Regions from separate parts of the Mus musculus genome. Here regions 2, 3 and 4 are each linked to region 1. A link is a contact called in public promoter capture Hi-C data. All regions are on one chromosome and are shown on one strand. The core of a region is the stretch at or near the end of the contact, and the rest is flanking DNA. Distances in the headings are between cores, read along the strand shown. Region 1 holds the start of Chrm1 (cholinergic receptor, muscarinic 1, CNS). Region 2 holds the start of Rcor2 (REST corepressor 2). Region 3 holds the start of Rtn3 (reticulon 3). Region 4 holds the start of Plaat5 (phospholipase A and acyltransferase 5).

Evidence for each region. Promoter capture Hi-C pulls out the DNA fragments that hold promoters and counts their contacts.
Region 2: a contact with region 1 is called in a promoter capture Hi-C map of liver, with 2.8 times the contacts expected there. A contact is called at or near these places in 3 of 39 promoter capture datasets (liver and stem cell-derived epiblast-like cells).
Region 3: a contact with region 1 is called in a promoter capture Hi-C map of embryonic stem cells, with 10 times the contacts expected there. A contact is called at or near these places in 5 of 39 promoter capture datasets (cranial neural crest, embryonic stem cells, hippocampal neurons and 2 more) and 3 of 130 datasets of targeted methods (astrocytes, embryonic forebrain and large pre-B cells).
Region 4: a promoter capture Hi-C map of stem cell-derived epiblast-like cells shows a contact between it and region 1, with 5 times the contacts expected there. A contact is called at or near these places in 14 of 39 promoter capture datasets (the 3T3-L1 cell line, 3T3-L1-derived adipocytes, the C10 cell line and 9 more), 3 of 484 Hi-C or Micro-C datasets (embryonic stem cells and palatal mesenchyme), 4 of 130 datasets of targeted methods (SST interneurons, astrocytes, embryonic stem cells and 1 more) and 2 of 9 other capture datasets (embryonic stem cells and liver).

What each region holds. Positions count from the first base shown.
Region 1 is chr19:8,662,228-8,665,832 of GRCm38.p6, forward strand. Chrm1 (cholinergic receptor, muscarinic 1, CNS) reads left to right here and starts at 1,778. Exons shown (of 3, transcript NM_001112697.1): 1 at 1,778-2,230; 2 at 2,682-2,773. 9830166K06Rik (RIKEN cDNA 9830166K06 gene) reads right to left here and starts at 1,108. Exons shown (of 3, transcript NR_045314.1): 1 at 514-1,108.
Region 2 is chr19:7,266,652-7,270,256 of GRCm38.p6, forward strand. It overlaps Rcor2 (REST corepressor 2), which reads left to right and starts at 1,628. Exons shown (of 12, transcript NM_001320554.1): 1 at 1,628-2,437; 2 at 3,114-3,170; 3 at 3,450-3,530. The coding sequence starts at 2,311.
Region 3 is chr19:7,481,545-7,485,149 of GRCm38.p6, forward strand. It overlaps Rtn3 (reticulon 3), which reads right to left and starts at 1,747. Exons shown (of 9, transcript NM_001003934.2): 1 at 1,395-1,747. The coding sequence starts at 1,539.
Region 4 is chr19:7,610,999-7,614,603 of GRCm38.p6, forward strand. It overlaps Plaat5 (phospholipase A and acyltransferase 5), which reads left to right and starts at 1,539. Exons shown (of 6, transcript NM_025731.3): 1 at 1,539-1,832; 2 at 2,332-2,425; 3 at 3,537-3,605. The coding sequence starts at 1,685.

The DNA.
Region 1 (3,605 bases), core at 528-3,027:
TGCACAGACTCCAGAACGCTGCACGGACCAAAGATGAGGACACTCAGGAGGAGGCAGAGGAAAGCTGGACACCCTCCCCTCCCGCCCACAAAATAAGTGTTTTTATTTCTAAAGGGACATGTGCAGAGGCGGTGGGAGAAAAGGGAGAGCAAGAAGAATGGGGGAAGGGGGCAAAGAGGAAGCTTGATTCAGACTCGGAAATGGATGTGGAGGCCTAACTCCCCCACTCTAAACCACGTGTACACGCACAAGTACACGCACCCCCACGGCTCTCCCAACATGCAGCCCGCAACCTAAGGATGGCCCAGTAGGGGGCAGCCTGCCACAGAGACTGCTTGTTTTCTGACCTAACCCTAAGGGTCTAATGCCACCGAAGGTGGGAGGAGGAGCTGTTCAGATCCTCTGACCCCGACACCCCCTCCGCCCCAAACTGTAGTATATGACCAAACACAGAGAGAAGGCGCACTGGGTACCCCTTGGCAGCCTCAAGAGTACAGATGCCCCCACACGTACCTGCCACCTGTGTCCCGTATCTGCTGGCCCAAGCCCCAGAGTCGTCGTCAATTTCTTCCTTTTCTGGTTCCTTTGGCAACTGAGCTCCAGTCTCAACATTGGTAGGAAAATGAAGAGAGAAGGAAGAATGGGTGTGCCCCGGACTCCAAAACCCTGAGCTTAGAGCTCACCTGGAACCTACCTTTAGCTTTCTCTCCTCCATAAAGGCAATCTTGATTTCGGTCCTTCCCACCTCCCTCCCAGGGCTTCATCACAGCCCATGGGGCAAAACACACAGGAGCTTTTAGTGTTTCCAATTCTCCTCGGTGGTCAGCTCTCCAGGAAGTCTCTATTGGGGCATTGCTGGACCCAGGTCCCTATGACAAAGCCCCCAGGGGTTGTCTCTATCTCCAAGGAGACTCTACACAGAAATCCAAACCAGCCTGGGGGGGAGGGGGGATGAGGGTCAAACCGTAGGCTGAGAGGAGGAGTGGCTCGTACTTCCCAGGTACACACCTGTGAACCTAAAGTGGGAGTCAGGGGAGACAGTTTGACAAGCAGGGAGGAGAGCAGTCTGTCTGCCTGTCTGTCTGTCTACCAAGGGGAAGCTGGAGGTGGAGCAGTCAGGGAGGTAGATGCTACCTCACTTGTCAAAATTAGCCAATTCCACAGTTGGGCAACACTCAGACATACACTGAGCACAGACACACGCTCCCACATGCGTTCTGGCTCCAGATTGGCAGGGTCACACCTGGATTTACGTAGGCTGCATAATGACATGAGCACACATGTCATACTACACATGCCGGACCCTGAACAGCATATGGAACAAACACAGTTTCTCCAGTGCTCCACAAACCAGATACACATATACCCTCACACCAGACCTTTCCATACACCAGAGTGCACTGCCCAGCATGCGGGCATGTCACTCCGTCCCAGGGTGGGTGAGCCAGCCCTCTGGGTCTGGTCCAAGTTGGAACCTCTCACGTGAGGCCCAATGTGTCATTTTCAAACAGAAGGAATTTAGCTCCCTCACAGCAGGGAGGAAGAGCAGGGTGTGTGGCTGGGTGGGTGGGTGGGTGGGCGCGTGGGCATGTTCATGGGGGGAGGGTATGCAAAGGAAGCAGGCATGTGAATAATGGGGCATGTGTGTCGGGGCATGTGTGTTGGGACATGGTGCACAGGAGTTGGGGGCTTTCCGGTTGGGTGGGGGAAGGTGCCCGGGAAACAGAGTGTGCCTTTGTGAGAGGGTGTGTGTGTGTGTGTGTGTGTGTGTGTGTGTGTGTGTGTGTGTGCCGCCAGTCTGTGTGCAGTGGGTGTGGGTGTTTGTCTCCCTGTATCCGCCTTCTCTCTCCTCTTGGACTTTTAGCTTTCCTGGGCTCTCTTTCCTCATGTCCTGCCTCCTCCCTCTCGAGGCTCAAAGTGGGTGCCCTTGTGGACAAGGGGGGCACACTCCAGGACTTAGTCCAACCCCAGATGCTGCCTGAGGCTTCCCTCCTGCTCCCCCTCCCTTTCTTTCCTCCCTTTCCTCCCTCCCTCTCTTTCCCTTCCTCCCTCCCCCCCAAGGCTGGCGTGCCAGGGGGTGGGACATGCCAATCACTGGCTGTGCCTCTCCGGCTGCCAGCACAGGGCGCAGCTCCCCCCGGGAGCCAGGTGTTTGGGTCCCAGGAGACACTGCAGGCCCCCGGAGAAGCACTGAAGCTGAGGACCCTACAGACCCCTCTCCGGTCCCATGGTGAGTACATTTGGAAGGGCTTGGGAGGGGCTGTGTTGAGCTGGGTGCAGAAGCATCAGGGTCCTCTGAGACAGGGCAGGGACAAGGATGAGACAGGAATGGGGGTGGATTCTTGAAAGGGGAGGTGGCCAGGGAGGGGTCTAGAGGCCAAGAGGGCTCTCTAGCAGTGGGCATTGGCTGCTACAAACACCCTGTCTGCTGCTTCTCAGTGGATTTATCTGATGTTTTTCTGTGCTTTAGCTGGCAGAAGAGGTAAAGACCTTCTTAGGAAACTCAACCTAGACTTCAGAAGAGATTAGATGGCTGTGTGGTTAGCAGATCCCCCAGCACACTAAAGGCAGAAGGGGAAGGGCAGGAGGCAGCCCTGGCTACCAGCACCTAGTTGAAGAGTGACCCCATGTACATACTTTTGGGGACACCAGTCCCAGAGCCTCCTTCTCTCCTCCTTCAGGAAACCCTGAATCCTACCTCCCCTATCCACCTTCAGCCCCCCAAGATGGATTGAATGAGGCTGCTGGCCAGATGGACAAGCTGGATGCCAAGGTGGGTGTTGGGCCAGAAGCCAGCAGGAGACCAGGCAAAAAGCCCCAGTGCTCTTTGGAGACAGATAAGCACATGGATAGCCACACCACCCAGACAATGTGGTCCTGGCACGCGAGGGGACCCAGAGGGCCCTCCCTGTGTTTTTGTATCTTTGGCTTGCAGAAGGCAGGTTTCGGGCAATACAAGGGTACTGATGCACACACATGTTCCCTGACTCCAGTAAGGATGAGTTAAATCCAGAGGCTCTGACTCTTGGAGTTGCCACCTCTAAGACAGGTGTCTGGAGAAGGGGCAGTTGGCTCATGGAAATTTCTTCACCTTAGAGGTTCTTAGCGCCAGTGGAGAGGGGTTCAGTTCTTCTTACAGTGCACATCTATCTGCAGCTCATCCCATTGGCTCAGTGACCCCTGCCTCACCGGCTAGCAGTCTCCAGTAGCCAGTCTCCTGTCTCAGAGTAACCAGCTACTCCATGAGCTGCCCAAGGAAAGCTTTCTACCCTCTGATCTCAGCTACAAGGCAAACCATGATCGCTGTTGAGATATGTAAGAGGAAGAGATGGTAGGACAGGGCTACAAGGTATCATTCTAACCTCCATGCTGGACTGGAAGCTTTGGCTTTAATGGATCTTGAAGAGCAATAGGAAGTTCTAAGTGTCCAGAAAGGTCTAGGCAGAGCTGTCCCAATATACAGTCAGAGAAAGCGAGGCTAAAAAGGCAAAATGAACGTACCCATAGCCCCATTAGGGAAACATAGCAGCCCCATCGGTAACTGAACCCCATTCTCCTCACCCTCAGCATAATACTGTGTTGCCTCCTCCATGAACAGGAGGCTA
Region 2 (3,605 bases), core at 378-2,877, 1.4 Mb before region 1:
AATGGGTGCCAGAAGCAAGAAAGACGCCATCATAGGAGAGTGTGGTGTGCACAATGGTTGCTAGCTAGGCAAAGGGATAGAAACAGGAGCACCTCACTACAAGGTACAGGTATTGGGGACAGGTCTGGCTCCCTGCCACTCATTTCTAGGGGCCACTGGAAGTCGCTTTGCCTCTTGGTACAGACCCCTTCAGCTCAGATTGCCTCTGGTTCATTTTTTCTTTCTTTCTTTCTTTCTTTGTCCCAGATCTCCCCACCCTGAGGCTTGGTGCCCAGCTCATGATTTAAGGGGAGGAAAAAAGGCCCCATAACCTTGGCCCAAGGTGTGGCGGGCAACGTGGCCGCTGACTGGGTGGCCCTATGTGGCCGGACAGTGCTGAAGTCGGGCGGGGTCGTGTCTGACTCTGCCAGCCGCAGGCAAAGAGCCCCCAGGAACAGGATGCCCCAGCCAGGTCGTGGCCTGACCACAGGACCCAGGCCGGTCGGCCACAGCCAGTGGGTAGGGGCAGGGATCCCCGGTTGGGGCCAGGGCTGCTTCTAAATTTAGGAATCTGATTACAGAGTGGCCAAGGAAGGGAAGGGAGAGGAGGGTGCGCGTGCAGGCTCGGCTCGATCTGGGCATAGCGGGTGTGCCCGGGTAGAGGCGTGTCCAGGAGTCCGGGCTCCCCGTGGGAGGGACAGCGGGCGGGGGCTTCGGCCTGTGTGAGCTGCAGCACGTGCCCCAGGCGGCGGGGACGGGCACAGGCGCAGCTCACAGGCTTCGAGCTGCTGCCGGTGAGTGCGCTGGCTCTTTGTGTGCCTGGCAGGGTGGCTGGGTCTGGCTTTGAAAGTCTCTGCCCACCCCCTCCCCCAACTCCGTCTGTGCCTCCCAACCCGCTTCCCTGTCTGTCACTCTGCCTGTGCCTGTCCGGGGGGAGGGGGGATGCTGCTTCCAGCTGGGGTGACAGTGAACCCAGTGAGGAGCTCGCCCCTTTCAGCCCAGAACTTGCCCTATTACCTTTCATACTCATTCCTCAATCTTTGATACTACTGTTTTGGGTGCAGACTGCAGCAGTTGAAAGACACTAGGGTGACCCCTGGGGACCCACAGACCTAGCAGAAGTCAGGTTCTAGCCCAGTGGCTCTTATAGAAATTCATCTTGCGCCTGTCCGGCCTCCCATCCGCTTTGGCCCCCAAGGGCGCATGAAGGGGGGGATCCCCCTGCGGAAGGGGGGGCAGGGAGTTCCTTGGCAGGAAGGGAAATGGAAGGAAAAGCTGGGCTCCACCCGGGCGGTCGGACAGGCGGCCTCAGGGCCCCCGGGGCAGGCCACAGTAACCAGAGCCCAGTAGTGTGTGGAACCGGTGTGCTTGTGGGTGGGGCTGACCCCGGGCTTCTCCTGGGGGGCACTGGGGTCTACCCAAAAGGGCCAAGTCTGAGAACTCAGAGACACCAAGGGTGCTCCCTGGGGGGGGTACGTGCGCCCCATTCCGGTCCTGACCCCACCCCCTGGAGGTCTAGCCCCGGCCCCAGGCCCCGCCCCCCGGGCCCTCCCTCCCACCCCAGGGCCAGATGTTCAGCTGGCGGAGGCATCGGCTGGGGGAGGGGTGCTGAGGCCGCAGCCGGCACTACTTCCCTGCCAGCAGCTTCATTGTGTGCGCGAGGAGCGAGCGGCGGCGGAGAGCGGGCGAGCGAGCGGCGGTAGCGCGAGCGCGGCGGGGCGAGCGAGCGCGCCGGGGAGGGTGCGAGGCGGCGCCCGCGGCTGCGCTCCGCCCGCCTCCCGGCAACTCTGCTCCAGCGCCGCACGCCGTGCGCGCCGTCCTGCCGCCGGGGCTCCAGCCGGCTGGCGTGGTTGCCGTGGGGTCGGGTCGGGCAGGGTTACCTCCGTTGGGGATCGGGGCATCCTCAGCGCAGCCGAGGGGCGCGGAGTCAGCTGCGGCGGCCACTGCGCGGTAGCCCTTGCTGGCCAAACAGCGTGGGCAGGCGCGCGGCGCGGCTCCGGGGCTCCCCGAGGGCAACGCGCCCCGACTCTCCCCGGGGGAGAACCAGCCCCGAGGGGCGCACGGAGCGAGCGTGCCCCCGGCCGCGCCGTCTCCCCCGTACCCCCACTTCACAAACTTTTCTGCCGTCCTCGCCCGTGGGGGTCGCAGTGAGCGTTAGGGCTGCCCTCCGGGGCCCCGACCTCCCGGACCCTAGCCACGCTGACCTCCTGCCTCTCGTAGCCTCAGTGGCGACCCCTCCAGGCCGGGCCAGGCGCAGCACTCGAGGCAAGCGCGGCAAGCTCCTGCGCTCTCCAAAGGATCCCGTGCCCCTCGGGGCTGCCGGGTAGGGTAATGCCCTCAGTAATGGAGAAGCCCAGTGCGGGCTCCGGGATCTTGTCCCGAAGTCGGGCCAAGACGGCACCCAACGGCGGACAGCCACACTCGGAGGATGACAGCAGCGAGGAGGAGCACTCTCATGGTGAGCCTGGTGGCCTAGGGTTAAAGGCGCGCTGGTCCGGGGAGGGATCATGGAAGGTGGAGGAGGGGGGGGGGAGAGTTGCGAACCACAGATGGTTTCTGCCGCTCCTGGATTGCAACCTCAGCCTTCTCGTGCCTGGTGTTGCCGGCACAGGAAATCTACAGGCTGGGCCCTTGACCACCCACCTCCCCTTTGCCCTCAGTCGTTGAGGGAGCTTAGGATGCCTCTCTTGGATGGATTGGGTCCTCATACCTTGCAGCCTTGCAGGGGACTGAGGTCTGATTGGACCAGGTACTGGGAAGATACCTCTATGCGGAGCTGTGAAGCTCATGTGGTGGGGAGGAGCCCCGAGCTCTCTGCAAGGCTGTGGTCCAGATCTAGGGGCAGCCCTCCAAGCTCCCACCCCCAGTTAGAACAAAGCACTTTGCTCTAGCCTGGGCTTTAAAAGTGTCCTCTTAACCTCCCCTTCCCCCCATGGCCATGACTAGGCAGGGTATGACTCTCCTAGTACCTTCTATCGGAGGGTAGCTGGGGGGCACTATCAAGGAAAAGTGAGTCTCCTGTATGGTGGGGGTCCCTGAGTGGTCAGGAAGGAGAACTCCAGATCAGCTACCTCCCCTCACTATATCCTCCCCCTACTTCCCTGGAGTCTTGACTGCCTCCCCTGGCTCCACAGACAGCATGATCCGAGTTGGAACCAATTACCAAGCAGTAATTCCGGAGTGCAAGCCTGGTGAGTGGCAGGACAGACATGGAGGGAGGGAGGGCGGCAGGGAGGGGTGGAGGCTGATGGCTTGGCCTACAGCCCCACCTGGGAACTCTTGGCTGGCTCCTGCTTGAGGGACAGGCGGTGGGCGGGGTGGGTGGCCCCGTGGCACTGTTACTTTTCCTGCTCTGCCTTCCTGTCTGGGTCTCAGCTCCTCCTTCCCTTCTGGGCCTCACCTCCTCGCTTGACTGTGTTGCTCAGTGGTCTCCTGTTTCTGTGAGTGCCTAATTCTGCTCATCCTTTCAGAGAGCCCTGCACGCTATAGCAACAAGGAGCTGAAGGGAATGCTGGTGTGGTCCCCCAACCACTGTGTATCAGATGCCAAACGTGAGTGCGCTGGGCCCAGGTCACGTTCAGTCTCAGGAACAGGGTTTTAGTTCCTGTCCTCCTAAGGCTAGCTCT
Region 3 (3,605 bases), core at 497-2,996, 1.2 Mb before region 1:
AGAGAAATGCTGGTGGTTTAAACAGAACCAGGGTTCAAAATATGCTGCCTCATTCCCTTTATCTCCAGAAAACTTCCTCCCATACCATTTATCCAAATGGCCATTCCCATGGAGAATTCTGCAGGGCACCAAAGCTCTCAGACAGGTGGAAGGCCAGTATTAGGAAACATGAGAGAATATATTTAATGCTAAGATCAGGAATATTGTGTCATAATTCAAGACTGCGCTGGAGTCAACAAAGCATTTTCTAAACCTCTTAAAATCCTTCCTTTGACAAACCGAATTTTTCGCCAAAGACTCAGTTCTCTTAAGAACCACCACCTGCCAGTGGTGCATATTTTTCCTCAAGAAGGCATCTGCACTGCAGATCTCTCTGATCTGAGTCGAGCTTGCCAGTCAGCTCCCACCAGCAGGCAGACTTGTATACAAAAGAAACTAAAGGAGGCCGCCAGCGTCCCTCCTAGTCTTTTCACACACAAGAGAGAAGGGGGTTCAAGCAGCCCAGGCTTTGTCTGAATTCTTTCCCCTGCAGCAATCGTTCCCTTTTGTTATGCTGCTATTGAGAATAGGCCATCGAAAACAAGAAATCAAAACATGGTGATGGCTTGGCAAGACTGTATTTATTATCTTCTAGAATATAGCAACTGACTGCGTGTCCCCACCCCCACGATGCACCACCGGTGAAGAGCCGGCTGTGTTGCAGATGCAGCCAAGGATCCATCTTGGACTATCAGCAGCTCCCTCCCAAATCTTCCCATGCTATTCTCATCACGCCTCATCTACCTCAGAGTCTCAGAAAAAAAAAAAAAAAAAAAAAAAAATCTGGCATTCAGTTTAGCCAAAAACAGTAACAGAACTTCCTGATCCTTCTGGCGAACAAAAAAAAAAAAAAATTTTTTTTTGGAAGGCTATATCATCCATTTAAGATTGTGTCAACCGGTCTGCAAACCTGCAACGCCACCTTTTCCACCACTACCCCTCTCAAAATCCTAGCGACTTCATTTCTCCTACGTCCCACCTGTCACAATCCCCTGAGGCTCGCTAATCCTGCTCTAAGTCACCCCCACCCCCCGACCCACCCTAGGGCTCTCGGGCCTCCAGCACTCGATCCATTGGGTGCACATAGCCTTTCTCCGTTTTCACCCCACTGCGGTGCCCTCCCTTGCAGGGGGTCAGCGTCAACGCCCACTCTAGTTCACCACCCCGCCCCCAACCTGTTTTCTTCACACCCCGTTATTTCCTCACCTCGGTCCTTCGCTCCCCTCCCCCTTAGCCTGTTCCTCAAATGCCCGCCAAGAGACTAAAGCCGCCCACGGCCCAGACAGGTCGCTCGCCCCTTCCCGGAGACCCAGTAGCTCGCGCTCCCCAGGGACCAAGCCCCACGCGCGCCTCACCCGCACACGAGGAGCCGCAGCTCTTCGCCCCCAGGGCGGGGCAGGCTCCAGGGCTCCCGCCGCCGCCGCCGAGAGCTGACGGCTCGGCCCCGGAGGACGACGAGGAGACTGACGGGGACTGAGTGGCCGCTGACGACTCCGCCATGGCTGTACGAGCAAGGGCGGGAGAAGGGTGAAGAGAGACGTAGGGCGGGAGAGTGGGAGGGGACACAGAATAATCCAGCAGCTGGCTCTCCGAAGTTCCCGGCGACGCCTGTTCGGAAGACTGACTCCGACAGACTGACTGACTCAGCCGAGCTCCGCAGGGAGAGAAGGAGTGCGAGCGCGCATGCGCACAAAGAGCCTGGACGCGCGGGCGGCGGCCTCGGAGGCGCGCAGCGACGCAATGCGCAGGCGCAAGAACTGTCCCTCTGCGCTCCCGCAGGAAAGGACGCAGTGACTGGGCCCGCGGGTGGGGCAGGCCTCTCGGGGGTGAGGGGTAGGGGGTGGGGGAATGGGGGAAAGCCTGACGTAAGGGGCGTGGCTAAACTCTAGAACCGGCCCGCCACTGCAGCCCCTGCTACAGATTAACCGTGCCCAGTCTCCCCACCTTCCACTTGTTTATGTGAATGTTTTCTAGCTGGCAGATTATGTTTCTTTATGCCTTCATAAGCTACAAATTTTTTATTATAAATCCTAATTGATGTCTTTGCCTGATACGTACCAGCCTGTGACTCCAAAGAGTACAATATTTAAAGACCCCCCCTCTGTAATGTTCTTTTTGAATTATCTGGTCGTGTCGTAATATCGCCCCACCGAGGCAGGCATGGTACAGTCCCATGTTTGATAGGTGGAGAAAGATGCTAAACAGAATGAGAAACTATTACTCATTCCAATCACATTGCAATGCAGGCACAGAATCGGCTTCATATTTTTATCTTGTTTTTCTTCCCAAAGAGGCTTCAGGTTGTCTTTTCTCTGAGCTATGTTCTGAGCTACAAAAAACATACTTTGGAAAATAAAAAAGAAGCTGCCGAGGAAAGGAAAACCAGGAGAAAACGTCTTGGTTGGGACTGGGGGAATGGAGTGGACATGAAATGAGGTATTAAAAATGAGGCACAGATACTCATAATACTGAATTTTATTCATGTCCTAAGATGAGTCCCCCAAAAAATGACATTTGAAACTGGACATCAATTTATGTCAAATTTTGTTCTTTTTAAATTTTAAGTACATAATGATGATAAAGCTGTGGGATTTGATGTTGCTAAGTAGCAATCTATGACCCAAAGTGCAATTGCAGATTCAGCAAATTCTGTAAAGATGCTAACTCACAGAGGGAGCGCTAGGCAAGCAGGCTGCTGCAGATGGGGAACAAGCTGTGGACCGCATCTGTCCTAGACAGTTTTTTAAGGTCAAATAAAGCTCAGATAGCATCTTGGTTGTTGCAGTGTTCTGAAAACGATCCAGGATATTTCCCAAAATGACTCTGGAAAATATCTTACTCTGTCACTCAACGGCAGGCATCAATTGATAGTGCAGCAAACTGTCCCCCGATGCTGTTGAGTGCCAGAGAACGATGGCAAAGGGAACTGTATGCCAGTAATCAGGAATCCAATTACTTATTTTGGTGAATGCTTAAGTATTTTTTTCTTAAAGTCTATGTTAAAGTCAGGCATGCTGGATAGTTCTATGTTACCTTGAAATCTGAAAAGAGGGAACCTTGATTAAGAAAATGACTCCAGCCAGGCAGTGGTGGCACACACCTTTAATCCCAGCACTTGGGAGGTAGAGGCAGGTGGATTTCTGAGTTCAAGACCATCCTGGTCTACAGAGTGAGTTCCAGGACAGCCAGGGCTACAACAGAGAAACCCTGTCTCTGGAAAAAAAAAAAAAAAAATGACTCCAGGGCTGGTGAGATGGCTCAGTGGTTAAGAGCACTGACTGCTCTTCCAGAGGTCCTGAGTTCAAATCCCAGCAACCACATGGTGGCTCACAACCATCTGTACTGGGATCTGATGTACTCTTCTGGTGTGTGTTTGAAGACCGTTACAGTGTACTCATATAAATAAAATAAATAAATCTTTAAAAAAAAAAGAAAAGAAAAAGAAAATGACTCCATAAGATCAGGTGGTGAGCAAGCCTAAAGGATATTTTTCTTAATCAGTGATCAATGGGAAAGGGCCCAGCCCATTGTGGGTAGGAGCATCCCTGGGCTGAAGATTCTGGGCT
Region 4 (3,605 bases), core at 289-2,788, 1.1 Mb before region 1:
CAAAGTCTTTCACCTACTTAACCTACTTAGGGTTAGAATTTCACTCTGAATTTTGAAAGGACACAGATATTCAAGCCAGCCATCATTTTAAAAATGAAGCTTCAGGGCTGGTGAGATGGCTCAGCGGTTAAGAACACTGACTGCTCTTCCAAAGGTCCTGAGTTCAAATCCCAGCAACCACATGGTGGCTCAAAACCACCCGTAAAGAGATCTGACTCCCTCTTCTGGAGTGTCTGAAGACAGCTACAGTGCACTTACATATAATAAATAAATAAATCTTTAAAAAAAAAATGAAGCTTCAATCATGAAAAAACCCCAAGGTATTAGGTTTGCAAAAGGGGGTTTGGAAAAATAGTTAAAAGGTAAGAGGATATCAATGGCTAGAGAAAGTATTTTATTCAACCGCAAAGAAGGACTTTTCATTGTTTGTAGGAACATGGAAGGAAAGGGGGATCATGTTTATCAAACTATGCCAGACTCAGAAAGACAAGTAGCATGCATGCTGTCATGCGTGGACTTTGGGAATAATAATTGTAAGGCCAGGAATGTCTGAGGGGGGCTGTGAAGGATGTGGAGAGAAATTGAGGTGAGATGATTTTGAGGGAAGGAGACTTGAATAGTGAAGTTGACCAAAGCACATCAAACACATAAATGGAAAGTACATGACTTTGTAGAGTGCAAGTTTGCGTGGATAGAGTCACTGTATGTACGCAGTCCTGAGACTGAAAATGGGGATCCCTTGAGCTCAGGAGTTCAAGGCCTGCCTGCCCAGCAGAGCGAGGTCCCATAGTAAAAAACTAAGGAAAAGACAAAGGACACATTAGACTGTGGAGACAAAGGACACATTAGACTCAGGGAGGAGGGAGAAGATGGATGGAAAGCAGGGGACGTAGGTGGGGCTTGTGTACTGGGTGTGTTCCCATCTTTGTGTAAACATTGTATATTTATTTGGCTTTCATTTCAAAAAGATTTATTTAATGTGCATATGTGTTGTCCACATATGTCTGTATACCATGTGCACGCCTAGAGCTAGTGGAGGCCAGAAGAGGGCGTCAGATTCTCTGGAACTGGGTTTATAGACCTTTGTGAGTCGCCAGGTGAGCGCTGGAAGCCTAGTCTGAGTTCTCTGCAAGAGCAACAGATGCTCTGAACCCTAGCCATCACTCCAGCTCCCGTGTTTCGCTTTTGTGTCTCATGCTAGCGGAGGCTTGCCTGGATGTCACTGTGTAGAGAAATTGAAATTCCCAGCCTTTATAATCCGGTCTCAAAGCCCTCGGTGTGTTTGGTTAGTCAGTAACTCTCGACTTCTCCAGCGGCCTCAGGTGCTGCCTCTGGGACTTTGGGACCGCGTCTTTGCGTGACTCATGAATGACCTAACTCCTGCGTGGAGCGCCTGCCTTTCCGTTGAGTTGCTGGGGCGCCTTCCTCCGCGCCAGTGTCTACGCATACGCTTACTGCACAGTTGCAGCGGCCCACACCCCACCCGCTCCCGCGCGCGCCCTCATTCCGCGCGTCCCGCCCCACGCGCTCTCGCCGCCGTTTGACACGCGCTCCCTGGAGGCGACGCCCCACCTCTCTCACCTCCGTTCCAGCCCCGCTGGCCCCAGTGCCCATGATCCCGGGGCTAGGCGGACCCTGGTCCGCACCTCCCTGCAGGCGCGTTGTCCCTGCTGGCCCCAGCGGGATGGGCCTGAGCCCAGCAGCCAGCGGGGAGTTCGGGATCCGCCTTTCCAGGGTCCCATGGCCACGCCCCACGCAGATCTCGAAGACCTCAAGTACAGAGTCAAGTGACACCCAATCTGCAACTGGACAGTCAACTGTACCCCACTCAGGTCTGCCCCAGGAGTCCCAGGAGTAGGGTCTCTCCCTCGAGATCTTTGAGGGTAATTCCCAGCGGTTGGCCCCTGCCAGAAATGGTTTGGCAGTTGCTTGCGTCTAGACAGCCCCCATACAAATTTTATGGAGGGCAAAGCAGGAACCGACACAGTTCTAATTCTTATTTTATACACACACACACACACACACACACACACACACACACACACACAGATATAATTTTTTTTTGAGACAGGGTTTTGCTATGTAGCCCTGGCTGGCCGCAAACTCTTACTATGTAGATCAGGTTGGCCTGGAACTCACAGAAATGCGTCTGCCTCTCTGCCTTCAGAGTGGTGGGATTAGAGGCATTCACCACCACACCTGGCTTTAGACACCATTCTAAATCAGAACATGCAGCCCACTTTTGACTCGAGTTGGTCTTTCATGGGGCTCCCTCCTTCCCCCATAGAAGGCAGCTGTGTATTAAATCACACCCCTTCCCTCCTGAACTAGACTCAGCGAGTTCTCAAGCGCTGTTGGTCCAGTTCTTGCCGAAGCAACTCAAGCAAGACCGCCGATTAGAACAGGCCCGAAGCTTTCAGCAGGGGTAAGAGTCTTACTATGAGGACTGGGGCTTTGGGTACCAGAAGCATTTTTGAAGATCTTATTTAGATGCTAGTTCTGCAGAACACCATACCCACCCCCTAACCTGCCTCCTCCAGATGGTTTCTGCCAAGGACAAACTAGTGAGTAGCGCCTGCTGGGTAAGATTGAACTAGGCTGCAGACCTGATGACTGTTGGCGTATCTTGTGGAAGTTTTTACCCACAAGACCACTCTCCAGACTCATCAAAGTTGAGTGAGTTTGTAGGAGTACAAACCAGTGAAAAATTTAGGAGGTTTGTGCCTGGGCATTAGGTTGGGGCAAGGAGAGGAGGTTTGAGGCGTTTTGCATTTTATTATACTCTATTATGTACCGTCTTCTCTCCTTTTAAGATCAGTGTGTATCACTCACTGATAGAGATTTGAAAAGAATAATGTGCAAATTAGAAAATAATCAGAAAGCTCTGACCAGAGGGGGAAGGGAGAATGAATAATAGAATTTATTTGAGAATAAGTTCATAGTCCAGTGCAAAATGCACACACCTTGTGGAAACCAGCAGCCCATTCCAAGGAATAGAGAAGAGGAAGACACATTTAGAGTTGAATCGAGGAGAATTAAAGTTGCTGTGAATAAATCATCTTTGGCCACAGGTTTAATTATAACAGGGGTGTTTAGGGACCAGCAGGGTATGCCAATCCAAGATGAATGATTGCTGGGCAGGGGTGTCCCCTGAGAAGCAACATTGTGGCAGGACGTGGTGCTCTTTGTGCAAAGTTATGGCTTGTGGGATTCCTCAAAGTAGCTCTTGCCAGCAGTGCATGCCAGCACTCCCTATGGCTGCATTTTTGTCTGAATTTGAGACCAGGGACTCCATTTTGAATGTGACACTTCTCACCTACACACTCAGTTTTAAGCAATTGGAGACAACCAGGGCGAAGCTGTTGAACTGTATGAAGGCGAATGAATGTCTTCATAGAGTCAAGTTTGCAGGTGTGTGTGTCTCTTTCGATGACAAAACTGAAAGGTGTCTTAAAAGCACAGATCTGTTCAGTCACACAGACTTTCCAACAGCCGTGGAACGATGTTTACAATGTGATTGCAAAACCATTTTCTAGAGAGAAGCCGGAAACTAGTTTGGAGCTCACACCCAGCAAGAAGAGGACAGAGCTGATTCCAACATCAAA